Linked DNA regions of Danio rerio: region 2 is linked to region 1. A link is a contact called in public Hi-C data. All regions are on one chromosome and are shown on one strand. The core of a region is the stretch at or near the end of the contact, and the rest is flanking DNA. Distances in the headings are between cores, read along the strand shown.

Region 1 (4,868 bases), core at 2,114-4,613:
GATCAATTATTGATGTTCCTCTTTAAATCTGAACTTTAATAAATGCGTTGACTTTTCCAGAGAGATTTCATGTACTTTTTGTTTTCTTGAATTCTCTTTCTTACATGGACATGCTCTTGATGTACATTTAACTCTCTGCATTTTTTGCTCTTAAGTAGTCCAAATTGTTTAGCTAATGGTCCGCTCTGCATGAGAATAATTGAAATGGAAATTATCAAAATATTTACCTGCTTTCAAGCAGATTAACTATCCACGCCGGCCTGAATAGCGGGTGTGAGATGTGCATTCACAGGCTTTTCTGTAGATTAACTGTGAAACCATTTAATCATTCATTTTTTAATGTTGCCTTTTTAAAACATCTGGTGAAACTTTAGATTAGGAGTCATATAAACTATAAACTAGTTGAATCAATTTGCTTCCTTTGCGCAGCTGAAGAATAAGTTTTCTCTCCCACAGTCTCATTTCTTTCGTTATCTGCAGGTTTGAAACTGCGTTAAGGAAAATATTTCACAATTTTTAAATAAACCAGAAAGTCATATTATTCAGAATCTTTTATCTTCTAACCCAGTGGTTCTCAGACTTTTTTCACCAAGTACCAACTCAATATAAAAATTGTCTTTCCAAGTACCACCATGATGACTAGTATTGAAATACAGTAGCGTAGTAGGCCTAATTAAGAAAATTAGCTTCAAGTGAATACATAACAAACATTAGAAAATTGAAAATAAAATAAAGGTTTAGCCTATTAAACTCAATTTACTGATCACATTGGTGTTATTGTATGTGTCAAAGGGTTAAAAGTGTGTTCACTTTTTACTTTAATTATTTAGCGATTCGGCAGTTCATTCCACTTTGGCGACCTCAGATTAATAAAGGGATTAAGCCGAAAAGAAAATGAATGAATGAATGATTCAGCGATTCCTCCCTGTACCACTAGAAGGAAGCCTGCATATTACTAGTGGTACATGTACCACAGTTTGAGAACCACTGCTCTAACCCTAATACTAGACATCTGATATCAAGCTTTGTTTCTGCTTTTGATGCACCAATATGTACTAAGCGCATTATGAAAGCTTGGGCCATGGATTTGAATAAAGAAGTGGCTAATGAGATTTGGGAAGAAGCCCCGTCAAGAATAAAGAAAGGTTCTATAAATTTAAGACATAAATTAATCCAATTTACAGTTTTACATCGCCTTCACTTCTCCAAAACTAGATGAAGTAAAATATTTCCCTCTATATTCTCTAAATGTGACAGATGTGGGGGGGCAGAAAAGACTCTGGCACATTTATTTTGGTTTTGTCCTGTTCTATACCAGTTTTGGTCCAAAATCTTTGAATTGGTTTCCAATGCATATGGAACCAATGTCCAGCCTGATTACAATTTGGCTATTTTTGCATATTCTTATATGATGGACACCTTTCCGTTTCAGTGTCAGAATGCCCTGTTGAGAATAAAGAAAGTTTCTATAAATTTCAGATGTAAATTAGTTCAATTGAAAGTTTTACATTGCCTTCACCTCTCTAAAACTAGATTAAGTAAATATTTCCCTCTGTATCTCCTAAATATGACAGGTGTGGTGGGGCAGAAGGGACTCTTGACACATTCATTTTGGGTTTTATACTGTACTTTATGAGTTTTGGTCCAACATTTTTTAATTGTTTTACAGAGCTTATGGAACTAATATCCAACCTGACTACAATCTGACTATTTTTGGATATTCTAATGGACACCTTTCCGTTGCCCAACAGCAAGCCCTGATAGTTGGCATGATTACAGCTAAAAAGAAGATTTTCCTTAATTGAAAATCTCCAAAGGCTCCCTGTTTAAAGAGATGGTTGAACGAGTTGCTTTATGACATTCAAATGGAAAAACTACATCTTGAAACTTTACAGAAAAAAAGCTAAAACCAGATGGGGACCTATTTTTTTGTAAATCTTCATCTGTATCTCTAACCTGGTTTTACAAAACCTAATACTGGTTTTGTAAAAATGTGAGTATTGTCATCTCTTGTTTATATATTTATGCTACATATGTTGTGTGAATTGGTAACAGAGACAATCCCTCTTTTTTGTGTGGAATGGGGGTTATTGTCAATTATTCTGTACTATTTTTCTTCTTGTATTGGTATTGTACTTTTTTGTTAAATATCTTATAAAAGTTAAATAAAACAAAATATTACAAAACTATCAACTAGTGGCTTATTAGCATTTTGGCTGTTTATTATTTTATTATTCTGTATGACCATATTCTAGATTCTTTAGCCCCAACTAAACTACACCTTCCTCACAATCAAGACGTAGCAGATTATTAAAGACAAACGTGTAATAATTAGTGAATATGAGCTTGATGATAGTGTTACCAAACATTCCTGCAAAATAATACTTCAATACAAAAAACTATTTTACGAAAATACACTGTTATGACAATATCTCATGATTTACTGCCATTTTCCATTCATTTACACTTTTAAATTGCATTATGGGACCTTGTAATCTGTTCCGACAACTTTTGATATTAACAATTTAACCCAGTTTAACAAAATAGCCTTTATTGAAATTTCTTGTCGTTTAAAATAACACACTGCCTAAGAAACAGGTTTGAACAACACTGACAACATCTCATTATAAACTGCAACATAATTCAAATAAAGAGACTTTTAAAAGTTTTAACAACTAAAGTTGTCAGAACAAAGTTCGAGATACTATACTGAAATTATTGAGTAAATGAAAAAAGCCTAATTCATTAGAAACTACATAAGACTATTAATTAAAGTGATTCCTTTAAATAATTTAGTGCACCGGGAAATATTTATGTACTCACAGAATATTTTAATTGATTAAGTTCTTAGGTTATTGTGCTAGGTTCATGATTAGGTTATAGAGTTATTGTCAACAATCAGATCAAAACAGTCGGATCTAGTTTCTACACTGATTTGTCACCAAAGTTTGTTTTAATGCGCAAATCAGTAATAACCATATATGCACATTATTTTCACTTTAACTGTTTATAAAACTAAAGAAGAATTTGAATCAATTAACAAAAACTGATTGCGTATCAAACAAATGAGAAAGGATTTTCAAGCTCAGTGAATCCTCACACTTTCAGAAAGTAACCTATGGATTTTTTCCTCCGCCGTATATAGAAGGAAAGTTTCTGATAACTGAAACCCACCGCAATTACACCCAGTGACCAATCAAAACCAAGACGCAAAGCAAAACAAAACATGCGATTGGTCTAAAGCGATGCTGGTTTCAAGGCGCCCCACGTGGAGGGGCAGTGATTCTGAATGAGGGGTGTGTAGAAACCGACGGCACATTATTGTATGTGCGCCTCACTTGCGCTCAAACCTTCCAGTCAGTGGGAAGCGCGTCTACTGAGCGCACGCGAGGCGAGCGAGGAAACCGCACTCTGTTCAAGACAACCAACTGAAGTTTTCCAGCAGACTCACGACTCTCTGAAACACAGCTCGAAAGTCACTGGATGCACAGCGGGATTCGGAGAGCAAGGGAAACTTTAAACAGCAGTCGAAAGATTCTCTCCAGACGCTTGAAGAATAACACAACGATGCGCGCGGTGTGGATTTAGTTTGGATGTATTTTCGGACTTTCTAAAAGGGGGTTTCTCCACATATCCACTCGTTTGCCTAGCATGATCGCTTTCAGACAACGAGAGCTATAAAGGGAGCTCAGACGAGGAGGTTTTTGTTGGTTTATTCGCAAACGAACAATCCACAGAAACTTTTTCTTTCTTGCGGAGCAACCGCAGCAGCTTCGTTTCATTCGGACCGAATCCAAAACAAATGGCTTTCCTCAAAATGCAACACTGTTGTGGAATTACTCGTTATTTTCTTCTCCTTTTCACTGTGGCTCTACAAACGACCAGCGGTCAGTATCACGGAGAAAAGGGCATCTCCATACCCGAGCACGGCTTCTGCCAGCCTATATCTATACCTCTCTGTACGGACATCGCCTACAACCAGACCATTATGCCGAATCTTTTGGGACACACCAACCAGGAGGACGCCGGTCTCGAAGTGCACCAGTTCTATCCCCTAGTAAAAGTGCAGTGCTCCATGGACCTGAAGTTCTTCCTGTGCTCCATGTACGCGCCGGTTTGCACGGTGCTCGAGCAAGCCATCCCGCCGTGTCGGTCCCTTTGCGAGCGCGCGAGACAGGGCTGCGAGGCCCTCATGAACAAGTTCGGCTTCCAGTGGCCCGAGCGGCTGCGCTGCGAGAATTTCCCGGTGCACGGCGCGGGTGAGATCTGCGTGGGCCAGAACACCTCGGACGCGGGGAGCCCCACTTCAAACCCGACGCCCTACGTCCCAGAACTGATTACATTACAGCCAAACCTGGTGGTCAGACCCAACCAGCAATTCACATGCCCGCTGCAACTCAAAGTGCCCACTTATCTGAAGTACCACTTTATGGGCGAAAAGGACTGCGGGGCGCCATGCGAGCCCACTAGACCCAACGGACTGATGTATTTCAGAGAGGAAGAAGTCAAATTCGGTCGCCTCTGGGTCGGCATTTGGTCAATTTTGTGCTGTGTTAGCACTTTGTTCACCGTCCTCACTTATTTAGTGGACATGAGGCGGTTTCGTTACCCGGAGAGGCCCATCATCTTCCTGTCCGGCTGTTACTTCATGGTGGCCGTTGCATATGCAGCTGGATTTTTCCTCGAAGACAAAGTCGTTTGCATCGACAAATTCAGCGACGACGGTTATAAAACCGTCGCGCAAGGCACGAAAAAAGAGGGTTGCACCATCCTCTTCATGATTCTCTACTTCTTCGGGATGGCGAGTTCAATCTGGTGGGTCATTTTATCTCTTACATGGTTTCTCTCAGCGGGCATGAAGTGGGGTC
Region 2 (4,825 bases), core at 920-3,419, 250 kb before region 1:
GGGACAACACTACATACATGTACTATCCTGTTGAGTGTGTAAGTGCATAAGTACATAGTGCATGAGTGCATAGTGTATAGTGTGCCATTTGGGATGCAGCTATAGTTCATCAGACAAATGGCAGATCTTCAAGTAAACACCATATGAGAATATTCACTTCCCTTGATCAGTGTGAAGGATTCACAGACAAATAAGGAACATCCATGGAAGAAGAGGAGAAGATGAAGGAGCGAACGTGAGGACAACCATCCGACTTCAATACCTGCCGATGAGTGAGAGGATGAGGTGAGCTTTTATAGTGTCTTGATGATGGGGAACAGGTGCAGGTGATTAGAAGGTCGGTGAGGGTTCAGGGTATTAAGCTGCGGTCACACTAGAGTTTGATAATGCGGAATTCTATCGTGCGGAGCTGCGAAATGGGGTGGGATTAAAGAAGATTATTAGACATTAAAAAAGTGAGCGATTGCTCCATGTTTTAAATTTCTGTCCAGAGATGTCATGTTTTGATCCTCGATTGGTCTCACGCATTTAAGTGATGCGATTTCACAGATCAAAGTTCACCAAGCTTGAACTTTGCACCGCAGCAACCTGCGAAATTTGACACATGACCCTGCGTTTCCGCTCTGACGCATTCGTGTGCGTATGAATAGAAGTCTTTGAGAGAAAAAGCCCAGTGTGACCGCAACTTTAGATGGAGGTAGTTTGTTAGGAAGAGCGGTGATTGGGTGAGCAGGAAAGAGCCGGGGATGTGACAAGCTGAAACAACACAAAGTTTTTTTATTTTTATTTTTTATTTTTTGCTTAATATTTTCATGTTGGGACAACATGAAGAAATTGTGTGGAACCCAGCATTTTAACCCAGCAACTTAATTGTTTTTTACAAATTTAGATGGATTTAACATAAAACAATTAAGTTGACCCCTCCAAAAAACAACAACTGAAGAATTGTGTTGATTCAACTCATTTTAAATAAGTGGTTTGAAAAAACAGCAAAAATATTTTTTGAGTGTAGGGGATAAACCTGCCTCTTTACTCTCTATCCTGTCCTCTGAATGCACCATTAATTACTGTAGGCACTAAAGTGTTTGTGAAGCAATCACAAAGAGCATGTGTACTTGTGTAATTCACCAGCAGAGGGCAGTGTTTTTGCCAACTGAAGAAACCAAGCAGCTGCAGTCTGTTTGAGGAGGGAGCTGTAATTGAGACCCCTGCTGGAAACAGAGCCTTCACTGCACCACTACACCATATAATAAACAAGGACAGAACAAAATAAAGTCAATAAGAAAACATTTTGATGAGTTTTATTGTCCATTGTGTCTTGCTTTGTATATCAGTGAAATGTAAGTTGACTGATAACTTGCAGGCGGCATGGTGACTCAGTGGTTGTCACTGTTTTCTCACAGCAAGAAAGTGGCTGGTTCGAGTCAGTGGGCCAGTTGGCATTTCTGTGTGAAGTTTGCAAGTTTTCCCAGTGTTCGCTCCCACAGTCCAAAGACATGCGCTATAAGTGAATTGAATAAGCAAAATTGGTCATAGTGTATGAGTGTGTGTGTGAATGCGAGAGTGTATGAGTGTTACGCAATACTAGGTTGTTGCTGGAAAGGCATAAAAGATATGCTGGAATAGTTGGCGGTTCATTCTGCTGCAGCAACCCCTGATAAATAAGGGACTAAGCTGAAGGAAAATGAATGAATGATAGCTTGCATCACTAATCTCTCACAGACACCACTAGTCTCACACAGACATAGCTGTTAGTGGTGTTTGGTTACTGTGAAGCACATTGATCAACTTGGTTGGTTTTTAATTTTGCCATATAAACAAACTGGCATTGTCAATTTCATTAGTAGTTTCTTACGGGAAATCTCACAAACAAACAAACAAAAAAGTCTCAACATCAGGAGAATAAGCTGTCCTTATCATCATTCCTATGTCTTCAGCTTTAAAAAATCACTCTATGGCCAATTTCCATCCCACTTCACCTCAATCTCTCATTGACATCACACACTTCTTCAAAGTCAAAATTGGAAAGCTAGTCTGCCAGTTATATAAGCTTCATCAGATGATTAAGGAAATAGTTGTTCTCTAATTTTGATTTCCACTGTGTGTGTGTGTGTGTGTGTGTGTGTGTGTTTGTGTAGTCACAGTTCCGCGTTACACCACAGCTGCCCTGGCTGCTTTTGAAGGTCGTGCTTCTGAGGTTTTTGGCAGTTTTTATTTATGAGCACTCAGCTGCGGCATGAGCAGTTATATTTGATGAAAGAAGACATATACATCCCTAAGCTCTATCCAGTTATGCATTCACTTTGCTGTGTTCATGCCCGCAGAGACTGTTAACACAAAAACCACGGCCAAGCGCTGTTACTTATGTGTACCCGGATTGTTAGTCACTCAGTGGCCACAGCTTTTGCATGATAGATAATACAAAAGTGGGGTTAAATTACAGTTTAACTCGACCATCAGCATGTCCATTTAACTGCTGTTGAAAGAAAAGCATGATGGTAGCACAGCACTGTTTTGGGTTTGGTTCTGTTAGCTTATTCTTGTCTTTCTGTGATTTTCACTGGTTGATGGCATAACACATTAATCATACAGTATTCACTTCTGCTGTTTATATTTCTAGCTGATGACAACTCAAAACCTCAACAACACTGATAAACTGAAGTGGTAAATCAGTGTTTCTGTTGCATTTCTCTTCTTACCATAATTTTCACAATGGTAGAGGAAAAATATGGACCAGTTGCACTGTATTCCCTCGCCAGATCTTCGTCATGTGTTTTGCTGTTGCTGCAACCGCAGAAGGATGGGTGTAAGCAACTGTACGTCCATATATAATGAAACACCTACAGAAGAACAAAAAGAAAAAACACAGCGAGAGCACAGCTTTCTCAATAATTGATGACAAGAATCAAATGTGAAGTCATGAATATGACATAGATCTTGCATCGTTCAAATCATATGGCGTTAAAATGATGAAAACAAGCATGTTTTATGAATGTGTAGTCTTCCAGAAGACTGCAAGGGTGGGTTTATGTAACACTTAAAATTAAGTAACTTACAAACAAGCTGGACATATGTTAACCAATGTGCTAACATAAAATATCACTTATAACAATTTTGAATAAAGCATGTGCTCAAGATAATAAAACTGTCACTTCTGAGGAAGCATAAAATCAACTCAAGCTCATTCTGAAAATTTACCTCTATATACATTTCTGGAGAGTGCCAAATACGTCCCAGGAGCTACGTTTTTTTTTTTTTTTTTTTACAGATTTTATCTTAATGAATCTACCAGTGGCTGATGTGCATGGTTTTTAAGATCTCAAATTTCTATCGTGAGAGCCATTTGTGCCTGCTGTTTTCACGTAAATCCTTCAGAGGCTGCTGTGTAGGCTTTTTGAGATTTTAAATTTCTGACGTAAGTACACCAGAAGCTGCTGTCGACTGACTGTTTGACTGACTGAATGACTGACTGACTGACTAATTACCTGACCGACCATCCTCCTTCCCTGAACCCAACCAATTGTCTTGATTGACTCACAACCCACTCCCCTAAACCCGAATAATTTTTAAAAACAATGCAGAAAAAGAAAGCCCTCGTTTACAATGTTTTCATATTTTACCACATTCTCACCCAGTTATTTACTTGTTTATTTAATTTTTTGATTCTTACTGGAAACGTTTTTTAACGAACTCGAACCCTGTCGTTGTAGTCATCTCCTCACTGTGTCTCCAGTCCGCTGACATACATGTCAAGCTACCAGACAAACTGGTAACAATGGAAAAGCTATCTATACAAAGGTAAGCGGTCAGCTGGTACGTGTGAAATGGAACGGCGTCATACCGCCCTGTATCATTCATTTTAGAAATGAAATGCAGCCATACGTAACTGTGGCTACATAATTTGCATAATTCGTATATAGAGCTGCATTTTCAGAATGAACCTATGTTGCATAAAACATCAATAATAAAAATCTGCTATGAGAGTGTCGACAACACACATAATAGAAAATGTTGTCATGTTATCTTCTAGCACTTTGAAAGAAGTGCTGGGTTCCACACAACAATTTGTGTTGGGACAACATGAAGGAATTTGTTTTTAACGATTTACTGAACATACAGTTAAGCAATTAAGTTAAATTCAGCAATTTTTTTTAACTGCATTTTTGAGTGAAGTTGAGAACACAATGTTCTGAGATAATTATTTCTGTCAATAATACTGAACAATTTTGATGATGAAGTTTAAAGTTGGCGTGAAACTGAAATTAAGATTTTCTTTTTACCGCTGTCTTGATGTACATCCTATTTAAAAAATTAATGAAGATTTGAAAAGTTTAATAGTTTGGACTTAGTTTAATGGATCATACTATCCACTGGAATGACCGGCAGCACCTTCTGCTGCAAGGATTTTTCAGATGACTGATAATGATGAGAACGAGGAGCTAAATTTTATAGATGGAATAGTATCAATTTTCTTCTAACCACCTTTTACGAAATAATATGTGTATTACAAAATAATAAATTGGTTATAACAATCACTACTATATATATAATTAGCATTTTTAAAATTCTTATTTAACTAATTACAGAATTATTAAAACACTTTTGTGATGGTGTCAAGTGCCCCGTTTTGCCTAGTTATACAAATCATATCATACGGTAGATGTAAGACTACATGGCGTTTTTGGTAAAAAAAAAATTAATATAAAAATAAATAAATATATATAGATTTATGTTGTAGTTTGTGCATATTTTTTATGATATAACATATACTGATACAACATATACAACATTCACACAATTGTATGTAACATATTTTTTCCATTAC

The links. A called contact is a pair of places that touch in the nucleus more often than the background predicts.
Region 2: a Hi-C map of an unstated tissue shows a contact between it and region 1, with 8 times the contacts expected there. The contact joins the enhancer-like site here to the promoter of fzd7a in region 1. A contact is called at or near these places in 6 of 18 Hi-C or Micro-C datasets (caudal fin, embryo, hematopoietic stem cells and 1 more) and 4 of 4 datasets of contacts at active chromatin or transcription factors (caudal fin, embryo, gastrula embryo and 1 more).

Annotation. Positions count from the first base shown.
Region 1 is chr9:13,499,840-13,504,707 of GRCz12tu, reverse strand. fzd7a (frizzled class receptor 7a) reads left to right here and starts at 3,363. Exons shown (of 1, transcript NM_131139.2): 1 at 3,363-4,868. The coding sequence starts at 3,803.
Region 2 is chr9:13,747,860-13,752,684 of GRCz12tu, reverse strand. No RefSeq gene overlaps it. Among named protein-coding and RNA genes, the nearest start is that of als2a, 25 kb to the left of the region's middle. Within about 2 kb of position 2,169, at least 5 of the 62 cell types and tissues checked have an H3K27ac peak or open chromatin away from gene starts, as enhancers often do.